2 separate regions of the Zea mays genome follow, and region 2 is linked to region 1. A link is a contact called in public Hi-C data. All regions are on one chromosome and are shown on one strand. Each heading gives the region's core, a stretch centred on a gene start, on an enhancer-like site or on the middle of the called end of the contact. The rest is flanking DNA. Distances are from core to core; before and after follow the strand shown. Region 1 holds the start of LOC103650272. Region 2 has its middle 39 kb from the start of LOC109944808.

Region 1 (6,846 bases), core at 953-3,452:
CAAGTTTGCTCTTTGATATTTTATTTGATTCCTGGAGCAACAGAAAAAATGTCAAGGAGGCTGAAATAAACTGCAGAAGTTATTCCCGGCTTAACAACAAAGAAAAGATTGCATCCTTTACTAATTCTGCATGTTTAAGGACAGTGAAACCAGTCGACTTCCTAATATATATATATATATATATATATATATATATATATATATATATATATATGTCACCGCGTATAAGAGACCACTAGAGGGCATTGATGACCTCAGTTTTAGCTTCTCTGACTCTTTTGTGTGATTGATTCATACGATGCACTCAAAGCAAATGGCTGATTCAACTTGCCCAAGGAAATGGTACATCAAAATGGCAGTTCTACCAAGTGCAAACAAGTCAAAACATAAAACAGTATCCTTGTAACCATAAACAAGTTAGCGTTTTTGTGCTTGTCTGGGGCCCACGGCAACAATGCAAGACAAGGACAACAACCCGAAACAATTCATAACAGCCAATTCCTCCTGAGTTTCCAGCGCAACAAGAGGTTAAACTATGCGCACTTCCTGATCTACCATCTCTATTTACAAAATGATAACACGGAACATGACCTAGTCAAGGCAGGTGAATTACTTGTCAATTTAAGCGTTTGACAGCTAGACTGTTTCTTATCCAATAAGAAAGGTTGTGAAACCAACATAATTTACCTAGAAAAAGTCTTTCACCTTTTTCTTATTAAGCTACCCAAATTAAACTAATCCTATCAGGAAATCATAAAAAAAATAACATGAATTGACCTCAACACGGAAAGAAATAAAACGAGGCCAGGCTATTCATCCTAAGAAACAACCAATGAAGCAGAAAACAGAGTTAACACCAAGGCAACTGTCAACATATACATGTGGATGTGGATAACATGAACGATTTTGCTAAGGATCTAAAGTGATAGGCTTTATAGCACAGAATATATCTATGTACAAAGAATAATTCAACCCAGATGCCTTCCTCTATTAAAGCATCATTTTGATGCCTTCTAAGTATTTTCCCCAGTAAAGATAAGACATATTGGAATTTCAATAATTCATCACTTTCTACTATGGTACCAACAAATAATCAATGAGGCATGACCCTTTCCAAGCAAAAAGTCAAAGCTTTCGCCATCAATATGATGGATATCAAATGCTTAAAAAATCCAAAAAGGAATTACTATAATACAGATGGCAGAATTAATCCAGTGTTAACAGCCAATCCAAACATTTAATCCATCGAGGGATCACATGCAAAAAAAAAAGTTTCGTTTTGTCGCACACACGAACAAACGCACAATAGATTTGATCCAGCTCAGGCGAGACGAAGGCGGGAGAAGGAAGAGATGCTCACGCTGACAACGGAGAAGGTGACGTCCCAGGGGTGGAACGCAGCGGGCTCACGGTGCGACGTCGCCGTGAGCGCCGCATCCCTCTCGAACTCCTCGTCCCAGGCCACCGCCGACACCGCTAGAGCAGGGGCGGCGGCGGCGCCATCCTCGAGAGCGGCCGCGGCGACGGCCGGCAGCGCCTCCTTCCGCGTCTGGTTCCTGGGAGGCCGCTGCGCGCGCCGCAGCGAGGAGAGCGGCGACATCTTCGGGCCCTTCCAGCTCACCTCCACAAACGCCTTCGCCTCGGCCTCGGGGCCGGGGGACCCGTCAGGCGAGAGGGGCGCAGGAGGCGGGGGCAGGCCCTCCGCCCGCCGCACCACCAGGCGGACGCGGATATTCCGCGCCGGCGGCGGCCGAGGCCACCGCATCATCCGCGCCACCATCACCGCACCGGAGGTCAAACAGGCCCCCTGCTCCTCCGTACTCCGGCAAAAAAAAAAGTCAAAGGCTCCCGGCGACCACACCACCACCAACCTCCGAGCGGAAATCCAAACTCCAACCCAATTGCCCCCGAGAATCCCAGCTCGGCTGCAAGAGCACCACGGGAGACTCGATCCCCGCGCCCGAACCGGCCCAGCGACACACGAATTGAGAGGAGAGGACGGCGCAGGATTGGATTTTGGCGGCGGGATCGGGATTAGGGGCCCGGATTTATGTCGGGGCGGGGCGGGGCGGGATTTGAGGAAGCAGTTGGAGATTGGGACGGGAATATACGAGGAGAAAAATGCACGCGCGGAACGGAACGAGCGACGAGGAGGGAGAGTGAGGGAGAGAGGAAATAAATAGCGAGGAAAAGGTTTTACCAGTTCATTAATTAATTTTGTTTCTTTTGTAATTTTCTGGGGTTGGGAGATATCGCAGATGTGGGCCCACTGGCCGGCCTCGCCCCTGCTGTCGTGTCAATCTCGCTTTTTGCTTTTCGTTTATTATACTTTATTTATTTTGACTTTTTTAGGTTTTATCTGGAATCGGTTTCAATCTATATCTTGTGCAACCGTACAACTATATCAAGATATAAAGATAGAGATAAGTGTATCTTTTTTTTAAAAAAAAAAGATATTCTTTTAAAAACAAGGTTCCCAACTCCCTCTGCACGTTTTTTTTATTTTTTAAATGTTTTATCAACTTGATCCTTGTGATATAATTATACAGTTACATCAATATTCATGATTATACACGATATGTCCCCTACTATTTTTGTAGTTAATTCCGTTAATCTTGTGGGTGTTTTGTCTACTTTTAATCTTGTTGTATAATTCACGTTCCTTGGATCATTATTGGAGGATGTGTGTACAAGTCATACATACATGACATCATTTGGATTGGTTGGGTTAGTATACATGACATCATTTGGATTGGTTGGGTTGGGTAGGCTATGACCGGTTCAGGTAATGAAAAGGTAACACATCTTGGAATAAGATCGAAAGCATTTTGCTGATGTCACTTTATTCTTGGGTATTGGGTATTGTTTGCAGGGATATACTAGCATGCATTATTACACGCGCCTTAACGCTCATGGATAAAAGAAAAACCATGGAACACAATAGTATTCTTGACATTACCATGATTTGACGGTGAGTGGGGTGGAACACTCGGACCTCCATTTTCACTTTATCCGGTGCAATTTGGATGTTACGAAAAGACATTAAAAATCATAAATGATCCATCAGATTGCTTTGAATATCTAATAAATATACTAGCCAGTTGGTGGCGGTGTTTTAATACGGTTTTATATATCATATAAATAGATATTTAAATATAATATTGTTTATTTCTAAACACTAATGTATGTGTGATTTTGATGGTTAGCCCTAAATTTCTAGAGAAGGGACGTGGATTCGAGTGCTCGCTCGTGTGGTAGCTGCGCGGGCGGGGTCGGGTGCTGGGTAGACGCAGTAGCTGGCTGCGCGGGCGGGGTTAGATGGTTGGTAGGCGTAGTAGCTGATAGAGCGTTGCGCGGGCGCTGGGCGTGAGACCAGGTGCCCATATTTGGTTCTTAATAGAGTAGTATAGATACTAAGTATACTCGTATGTGCTAGCTACGTTTTCTAGGAGGGGAGGAGGGACCAGCGGCGTATGTGCTAGCTACGTTTTCTAGGAGGGGAGGAGGAGGGGCCAGCGACGACGTGAGTGAGGGAAAGGGGAGAGCAGTGAGGTTACTGTGAGGGGTGAGGGAGTAAAAATAATCTAAATAACATTGATCATTGAATTAGAGTAAGAGAGAAGAGTTATCCAGCAATCTGAATCGTTGTTTTTGAGAGTGTGTTATGTCCAAGCACAAATCATTTGTTGGATTTAGGGAAGACTATGGGTGTGGGGTAATTTAGTTGGGTGTGTTTTGCAAAGTTAAAATTGGTGAATTTATATAGGGTTAAGATGTAGAATCTGACAAAATCCGCTTAGGGCTTGTCTGATAGAAGGGGAATAGAGGGGATTGGAGGGGATAAAATCTCCATACTATGCAAAATTGAATAGCAAGGGACATTAGCCTCTCCAATCCCTTCATTCCCCTTGCTTCCAAACAAACATGCCTTAAGGTGTGTTTGGCTAGTCTCAAATGAATAGTCTATAGGGATATTTGGTTTGAAGAATCAACCCATTCTAGATGAGGTGCTACATCATGAGTTCATTTCACAAATTTAGTAGAATAAACTCATTCCTCGTATTATTAGGAATGAAATGGTGATAGATCAACTCATTCCATTCTATAACCAAACAAGAAATTGAGAAATGTGATTCCTCAAACAAAAAATGTTGTATATGTATCTGCTCACATGAATTATATTAATTAGCATAGGATATATATTACCACTATTTAATCACCTAAAGCTTCGAAAAACATATCTTTTTAATTGTAACTCTGAATTTAGTGGTTCTCGAACCTATGGTTTCATTACAACGTGTAGACATTATTTTTTTTCTCATGTTTGGTGTAATGATTAATGTTGCCTATATAATGTTTGTTTGTATGTTGCGAGTAGACGAGCAAGTAACCGAGGAACACGGAGCACCGCAGGTTGAAGATTCTGAGCAGGAGCTCGCTAATGGCAAGTTGTGCCCTTGCCACTCTTCTTTACCTAATAATATTTTCTATAATCACTGTGACATGCTCAGGGTAATTTGATGGGACCTAATAGGTTGCCCTAGTTTTGTTTACCCCACACCTTGCATTGTCACATCCGGATTTAGGGGGCCAAACCCGGGCGCGATTCACATGTGTGCTAGGATCAAGTATCACACATATGATGACTCATGGTACAGAAACGAATGTCACATCATTAATATATAACAGAGTTCTGTACAAAATAGTTAAATAATTACATCATACGAAGACAATAATCCAGCAACCAAAGTTGACTGGGAGACGATGGCCTAGACCACTCACGAACTCATCACGACTTCCTTCACGCACCTCCTCCTGTGGTACCTGTCCTTGACCTGGTGGGGGGTGTGAGTACAGCAAGGGTGAGCTCACATGCGTTCATCGCTCAACCAGTTGCGGGGAATAATGTGCATGAACTCACCAAAGGTGGGAGCTCATGTGAAGTGCAAGGCTTACCAAAGGAGATGATTAAAGTTGAGCATTGCTTTTAGAGTTGGTCAAAATTTTATTAGCAATTACTAAGTATAAGTAGATACCAACCCAAATATATAAGAGATCAAAGTTAATAATAACACCCGTGATGCAACGTGAAAGTCGCCTAGAGAGGGGGTGAATAGGCGAAACCTGAAATTTATAACTTTAAACACACACTACAAGCCGGGGTTAGCGTTAGAAATAAATTCAAGTCCGAAGAGAGGGGAAAACAAATCAAACAATAATCAAAGCGAGTGAACACGATGATTTGTTTTACCGAGGTTCGGTTCCAAAGAACCTAGTCCCCGTTGAGGAGGTCATTAAGACCGGGTCTATTTCAACCCTTTCCCTCTCTCAAACGGTCACTTAGACCGAGTGAGCCTTCTCCTTAATCAATCAGGTCACTAAGACTTCGCAAGGACCACCACACACTTAGGTGTCTCTTGCTTTGATTACAAGTCACTTGAGAACAAGAATGAGAAAGGAAGAAAGGCAATCCAAGAAACAAGAGCGCAAAAGAACACGAACACACTCTCTCTCAAGTCACTAAATGGTTGAGATGAATTCTAGACTTGGAGAGGGTTTGTGTCGGTGTTTCGGGTCTGACCGCGCACCCGGGGTTGCCCCTCGAGGTGCTTTTTGGAGTAGGACGGTGTTACCGACTGTAGCTTGATGGTTCGTGCTAATGCACGAGAGGCAGTGGACAATTTTGTACAGGTTCGGGCCGCTTTGAGATGCGTAACACCCTACGTCCTGGCGTGAGTACTTTGTGTGGTAGGTTACAAGGAGGCTCTCTAGTGTCGAAAACGTAGAGAACCGGGTGGATGGCTAAGTGGTCAGATGCTTTTGAGGGGGTGCCCCCTAGGCCTTATATACTCGACCGGGGGGCGTTACATGCGGATATGATAACAACGTGTGCCTAAGTAATAGTGAACTGGCTAAGTCTATCTTCCTATAATATAGCTGACCTATCCCCGCTCTATTTCGATGTATAAGGCCCCTGCGCGGGAAGGTCAGGTCTCCGTTGCGGTCGTGACTCAAACTCGTCGAGCCGTCTGGGTTTGCGTCGATCTGCTTCATTAGACGTTCCTCCCCAGGTCCACGAAGGAACGACCTTGTGAATTATTGGGCCCACGGGCCTTTTGCAAGGTCTTTTACCCTTCCGGTGGACCCGGGGGATATCTGTCCCCCACAAGCCCCTGATCTTTGGGTTGATTTTGAAATAACTGGCCCAAAGATCCTAGGTCCAGCTTATGGCCTTTTTGATTTTGATAAGGAATGCCTTGAAAATAAGTCTGCCGAGTCACTGTTTCTGAACTCTAAGCGATCCGGTAAAAACGACCTTTTACTGTCTTCCTCCGTTATTATTCCTCAAAATTCGGTGTTCTGTCTTAGGCTTATGCTTCAGAGGTCAGCATTTTGCTCTATAGAACTTCAAAATTCATTGGGTGCAGCCCCTGAGCTTCGAGTAGATTTTTGCAAATAATCTACTCGAAGGTCTTCATTTCAAGTCTTCTCAGAAATCACTTTTATCTTCCACTTGTGCTTTTTCAGAAGTCAGCATTGTCTTAGTTTCGCCTTATGCTTTAGAAATCAACATTCTGCCTCTTGGGGATGATGATTCGTTGGGTGCACCGAAGGTGCACCCAATGGGTGTAGCCCCAAGCTTCGAGTGGATTTTTGAAAATAATCCACTCGAAGGTCTTTATCTCACGCTGTTTTTCAGAAATCATTCTTTTCTTTTGTCGAATGCCTTAGAGATCAGCATTATATCATCAACATTATGCTTTAGATGTCAGCATACATTTTTGTCTTTGAGATCGAGCGCGCGATCTGCCCGTATCTTGTTGGGTCTTGCAATTTATTTGATCT
Region 2 (6,891 bases), core at 1,482-3,981, 130 kb after region 1:
TCTGCCACTCTCCAAGTGAAGTTTGTTGCCTTTTCTTTCAAGTTTTGATGGTGGGAATCAAAGATTTTCTTGGGAGCTTGAGAGGAAATAATAGAGGAGAGAGGGCTGAGCAGTTTTCTGTTCTATAATAGTCTGATGTGAGGAAGAAGAAAAAACTAGCTGTTATGGTCGAACAAATGGGTATTTATACTCCGGATGACAACGACTATGTTATGGGCGACACTGTTGCTCTGGCCAAATCAAGAGATAGTAGATGGATTTTTGGTGGTTGATTTGGCTAGGTATGAGGATGTCAATTGTGGATTTTAAGCATCTGGTAAATATTTGACCAATTGTCCTTGAGTTTCCCTTCATAGTATGCCTTTTCTGAACTTAAGGTATAAAACATAAAAGAATCTAAACTCATTGAGTCGGTAAAGCCATCTTTAATGATTGGGGGGGTATTTTAAACTGTATAACATCCTTCCTTTTCAATTCCCTGCTTATCATCTCAATAACTCTTATTAGTTCTCTAATTCGGTGGGCATCAACACCAAAACCCTCATGAGGCCTTGATTGAACTTTCACTTTCCTCTAGTTTTTGTTGCAGCCTCTCATAAAGACGCCATTGCAAGAGCCAAACTCTTGACCGAGTAACTGTGATATCCTAGCCCATGGGATGGTGATATCCTAGCCCAAGGCTTAATAGAATTAATAGAGTACTCATATCAACAAGGTGCATCTTATTTTTTGGAAGCCTATCTCGAAAGAACCTTCAAGTTAAGTGTGCTTGGCTTGGAGCAATTTGGGATGGGTGACCGACCGGGAAGTTTTCTCGGGTGTGCATAAGTGAGAATAAAGTGCGCACAAAAGATCCGTGTTGGTCTATGGGGACAATATATGATCCTAGAGGACTGCCAGGAGTAAGTACCGCCGGTCCGGGAGTGGATGGCGTGTTACAGTAACTCTATGGATAGCCCTTGAGGCTTCCTCACACGTAAGTGGGCCTCTAAGATGGTTTCTCTCATACTGCTCCCCGCCATCTTCACCATCAAGCTTCTAGCCAAATCGATATGAACCTTGTCCCTTTTGGTACATGATGGTGATCACACTACAAATATGGTTGGTGCAATCTCGCAAGACTACAAATCTATCTGAATATAACAAATGATGTGTTCAAGCATCAAATGGTATGTGGTATGTGAACCTTACTAAATAACAGGCCTAAACCTAGAGCAGATGTATAAGCTATGGTATAACTAATCTAAGCACTTACCAAGGCACCTACTCTAGCCACCGAGTGATTTTTAAGCACTTTGGTGTCTAAATCTAATAGAGAAGAGCCTTAACTCTCTTGATATATTTTCATTTCTCACACATCTCAAATGATCGACTAAGGAGGGGGTATATATAGTCCCTGAACCAAATATAGTCATTTGTCCAATGCACCCATCGAACACGTCTGGTGCATCCACGTAAGCTAGGCACAACTTCGTATGAAGAGCAATGCGTCTGGTTCTGATCGAGAAAGAGAAAATTCTCCTCCCCTAATGCATGGCACTATTCACCTATTTATAGGCGTGGAGTACATCTTTAGCGAATTTACAATCATACCATATAATATATACATTTAAACTATCATACACACCGAGGGCAAAGTTGTCCTTTCCTTCTCACATCATGTTGACTAAGCTTCAAAAGCTTCTTGTGGTTTTATTCAGCTTTATCAAGTATCTTCATCAAGTATGCGCACATAGTGACTTACGGAAGCTTCTTCCTTATGGTTCATGTATGTCGGTAATTTTGGCCGAAGCTTACCTTCGGCATTAGCCCTACATCATATAGAACAAGGTACAAAACAATTATCGAATTAGCGTTTTGAGAACCTTCGGTAGAAGAAGGCATCCCCAACAATTATCATGTAAAATAAGTATAACAATATACTCTATGTATACACTGATATATTTGGTATACATACTACACTCGAGTATGATCGTATACTCCGTCTACGTACACTTCATTGGGCCATATAAATCTAAAGATATATAGAAGACACACGTCTAGTTACTTCCTAGAAGTAGAAAAATAATTACACTTAAAATTATTATAAATATATACATTAATTGATCTGATGCTACTTACTATATATCATGAATGCTAGTACAATATTAATTTATGTTTTGTTAAATTTGAAGTTGACTATAATTCATCGAGGGGCTGATGATATTTGTAAGTCTTTAGGAGCGGAGGGATTACATGAGTTTCCATCAGAAGCTGGAGGACAGTGTCAGCAATGATGGTGCACCCCTCAATATTCCATATGGCCATTCTGAGAGCGAGCTCGCTAGCTCTTGCATGCCCACCCCATTCGTCAGTTCATCGACAGACAGAGACCCACATATGTATGGGTGGCTCGCACACTCGATTTGTGCTGGTCTGCCCATGCATGTACTTGCTCATATACTATATATCTCTCGTCACCGACCGCGCGTATTTTGTATGGCCGGCCAACATGTGTCGCGCAAATAATGCTGGGTCGTCGATTTCTTTGTCCGGCCGGGGGCTGCAGTGGGAGCAGGCACACACACAGACACCACAAATTAAAAAGAGAAGGTGGCTCATGCATGCATGCACGAGCATGCGATGGATCGGGAGTAGGAGTTGAATTGGAGGAGGAGACAAGACGCAAAGTGCAGGGACGACAACAGACAAGACGTCCCTGCAGCTATAGCTATCCCACATTATTATCGATTCGCCTGATCCATGATGACGGCGACGACCACTACTGCTCGCTCTCGCTCGCTCGCGTTGGGCTGGGCTGTGCTGGCCGGATGCATGATCGACAGCCACGCCCACCCACCCACCCACACTTGCAATTGCAACCGCAAGCTTAACGTTGATGCATGGGTTCGTCATCTCATCTCGTGCACAAGTCAAAGAAGCTAACCGCCACTAATAGAGAATGGATCTTTAGTTTTTAGCCTCTATTTTTTCTTGGTACCAAGAGATGAGTAACTTTGTGTTGGCGTCGATTTATTCGATTTAGACGTCAATCACTACGAAGTGTATCGGTGGTGGTGCTCTCTACGGCAGCGCAGACGGTCCACGACCTAGGGCCGGATAGTCCGCGGCCTGCGGGACGGGAGCGGGTTTTTCTCTGCGCCGAAGCCGAACGGTCTGCTCCTGGTGGCCGGACGGTCCGCGTATACACTGAGGCGGCGGCGTTCGCCAATAGCACCTGAATCTGACCCCCCGGGAGGGACTCCGTTAGAAAGGCGAGATCATATGGTTTGTCTTGGGATCGGCAGGCTAGCCAAGTCACCTTCAGACGACATAGAGCCGAAGAGAGGTGAGATCGTGGATGAGAAGGCTAAGTTACTGCTACTCATAGGGCACAAAAAGTAGAAGAACATTAAATAGATTGATTGGTTCAATTGATAATGTTTACAATCAGTCATACATGTATAGGGGAAGGTCTGGACCCGTTCCTAGACATTTCCCAACAAAACCCGCAGATTTAGATGGATAAACTCGCGCGGAAAAGGGGGTTAATCACGCCTGTTCTGGTCTAATCATGGACCGTCCGCGCCCACGAGCAGACCGTCCGCGACCCTGACTATCCGACCTTAGAGCTGGACAGTCCGATCATGCCCATTGCCACAAGTGGTGCTCAACACATGCCCCTGCCTTTTGGGAAAGCTGAGCGAATCAAAATCAATGGTGCAGGCTGGAATCAACTCAATGTGACATCATCGTTTTTGTAAGCATCTTGTCATACACTCGGATTATATTGCTTCAAGACACGGTTGTTTAGTGCTTTGGTTAGGTCCTCACCTTTTAGAGTCTGTAACATATAGGCATTGCCAGATATTACCTGTGTGATTTTGTAAGGTCCTTCCTAGCTTGGGGACCATTTACCGAACTTCCGATCTTTGCTTCTTAGCAACAAGATGGTCTTCCATACTAGGTCTCCAACCTGGAACGATCTAGCCTTAACCTTCTTCTTGTAGGCTTTGGCAACTATGATTTTGTCCTTCTAAATCTCGCTTAGAGCCATCAATCTCTTGTCAGTCACCTCATCAATATTATCATCAAATATAAGATCAAAGTAGTCACCGATAGAAAGATCATTCTGCCTGGCGAACCTGATAGCATTTAAGCTGATCTCGACGATCGAAATAACTTCATGTCCATAAACAAGCTCAAAAGGGGAAACTTTAGTAGCACGGTTCTTATATATCCTATGAGCCCATAGAGCCTCAAACAAAACCTTATGCCAATTCCTAGGATGATCAGATATCTTTTTCTTAATAAGGCCAATCAATGTCCTATTGTTAGACTCGACATGTCCATTGGCCTGAGCATAATATGGGGATGAATTGAGCAATTTGATCTTGTATGATTTGGCAAACTCACGTACCTCTCTTCACATAAAAGAAGTCCCCTGATCTGTGGTTAAAGTTTGGGGAATGCTGAATCTATGAATAATATGCTCCGTTTTAAACTTAATGACTTCCCTGTGTGTCATGTTTTTCAGAGCAACGACTTCAGTTCATTTGGTGAAATAATATGTGGCAACCAACACAAACAGATGTCCTTTTGATGATGAAGGGTGAATTTTCCCTGCAAAGTCCAAACCCCATCCTCTAAAGGGCCATGGTTTGATAATGGGGTGTAGTTCGGCTACAGGAACTAATTGCAGATTGCCAAACTTCTGACATACTTGACACCCTTTGTAGAACTTAAGAATATTAAGCTATCATGTCAAGCCAATAGAGGCCAGATCTCCTCAATAATCACTTCATCTTTGGAGCCGATTGATGAGTACCACAAATCCCTTCATGTACTTCGGCCATAGCTAATGTAGCATTATCAGGGCCCAACACTTAAGCAAGACATCACCAAGAGTTCGATGATAAAGTTCATTATCAATTAAAATATACTTGAAAGTTGTATGCCAAACATTCCTGTCTGCCCTAACACTGGGATTACGTAGGTAATTAATTATAGGCGTCCACCAATCGCTTGCATCGGCTATATTGCCAACCGAATTAATTAGGGAAACATCTCTAGTATCGTCGGACGGTCCGGACTCCTTGCCCGGATGGTCCAAACTCACCAAGGATGGTCAAGCTATATAGCCTGAACGGTTCGCGACCTAGGAACTTGGTGTAACATCGGTTATCAGAATTTCAGAGTTATGAAATCTCCCTCGCTTTATCTGATGACCTGATGCATCTTGTGCCAGTCTATTAGCTCTGCAATTCTCAGCTCTGGATATATGTCGGATATCAAATTCGTCAAAAGAACGGATTATGTCCCAACATTTTTCAAGGTAACTATTTAAAGTGTCGTCTAAACATTGATATCTTTACTACTCTATAAGAGCCCAATGTGGGCATCCACAATTCCACACAGTGCACGCTCTGCCCTCCTCTGCGCACGCTCCTGCCTCCATGACCCCCTTCCCTTGCTCCGCCACTGACCGTGATTCTCGCCGGCAAACCTGACTGTCATCCTCCTCCCCCGCCTCCCGCCCCCGTCCTCCCTGTCCGTGATCCCCGCCCCCAACCGAGTAGGTGGGGTCAATCTCGAATCCGTCAATCCCGCGACAAAAAGAGAGAGAAAATCCAGTGCGCAATTGCGGAGGCAACGCGTGCGGGGGAGCGGGCAGAGAGCCTCGGAGAACCCACCCACCCTCCTCGACGTGGTGCAGCAGTCAACAGATAGGGAGGAGAGAGCGCGGCACGGGGCACCCACCTCTGATCGTAGACGACGAGGTTGCCCCCGTCAAAACAGATGAAGCAGACGACCTCCTCCTCGTCCTCCCTCCGCCTTGCGGGCCGGGCCGGTACCACCGCGCCCGCACCGTCTTTCCTCTTGGGCGACATCCCCCCTTCCGCTTCTACATGAGCGGCGGCATCGGCGGGGGCGAGGGAGGGGCGGCCGCGTCCCCGATGATCGAGCTGAGGAATTGCGGATCGTCCGTCCCCACAGCTGGCGGCGGCGCGAGGAGGCGGAGCTTGGGCGGCTAGTCGAGCTCCTCGGGGGCCGGGGATGCCTTGCCGGCCCCGTCGGGCGCGGCGGCCTCCATGGATCGGCAGGGGTTTAGGGCTAGCGGCCACCTCGATATGCTAGGTACGTGTACCCCTCCTCTTTCTTTCCTTCTGTGCGAAACCGAGCACCCGCTTACATATCTGATTGAAAACATGAGCTCATCCTATAACAGATCCCACGCTATAGCAGCTAAAAATGCAAAAGTTGCTATCTACAGGTGTCCATTTTGTGTTGGTAAGCAATAACACTTGATTTTTCCTTACATTAGTAATGTGGGTGCAATCTAAATTTTGTGTTGGTAGCAATTTTTGCTCACGTGGTAATGATGGTTAGGTTTTGATTCTTGGAGGAATATAGGAGACATGGAGCATATTTGTCCACATACTAGCATCGCTTTCAGCGGTCTCTTTCTTTGATGACAGAGTGAGTGCCATCACTTTTGGTGTGCAAGTGGCTTCGATGTCTTGAGCTTCGCTGCTTGGGCATCACATCTGATCATTGCATGGTGTTGCTCATCGCTTGCTAGGGATTCTATTGTTGTGGGACACAATCAGGGGAGACAGACAGAACATACAGACAGATAGACACTGATGAGACTGAATGTCTTGCGTGATGTGCACATATTTCTTTTGTTGGAGTCTGATGAATAGACAATCTAGTTGACCAGCAGTTTGTTTCACTTTTTTTTGTTCCTGGCGCGGACACTTTAGTTTCAACTGTTAAACTGTAATATGATGTAATAATGTAGAGACAAGACACCATTTGCAGCAGCAGGTCTGTGCCGGACGCCCTCGACGCCCATGCCCGGAACTCCACGATTTGGCTGGCCAATGCGCCGCACTAGCGTGCGCTACG

Evidence for each region. A called contact is a pair of places that touch in the nucleus more often than the background predicts.
Region 2: a contact with region 1 is called in a Hi-C map of leaf, with 5 times the contacts expected there. The contact joins the enhancer-like site here to the promoter of LOC103650272 in region 1. A contact is called at or near these places in 5 of 25 Hi-C or Micro-C datasets (ear, leaf, seedling and 1 more).

The regions. Positions count from the first base shown.
Region 1 is chr3:111,596,319-111,603,164 of Zm-B73-REFERENCE-NAM-5.0, reverse strand. It overlaps LOC103650272, which reads right to left and starts at 2,202. Exons shown (of 4, transcript XM_008675882.3): 1 at 1,361-2,202; 2 at 1-31. The coding sequence starts at 1,780.
Region 2 is chr3:111,468,016-111,474,906 of Zm-B73-REFERENCE-NAM-5.0, reverse strand. It overlaps the pseudogene LOC109945070. Among protein-coding and RNA genes, the nearest start is that of LOC109944808, 39 kb to the left of the region's middle. Within about 2 kb of position 2,731, at least 13 of the 20 cell types and tissues checked have an H3K27ac peak or open chromatin away from gene starts, as enhancers often do. A contact at or near this core is called in ear, leaf, seedling and 1 more, where this site is marked.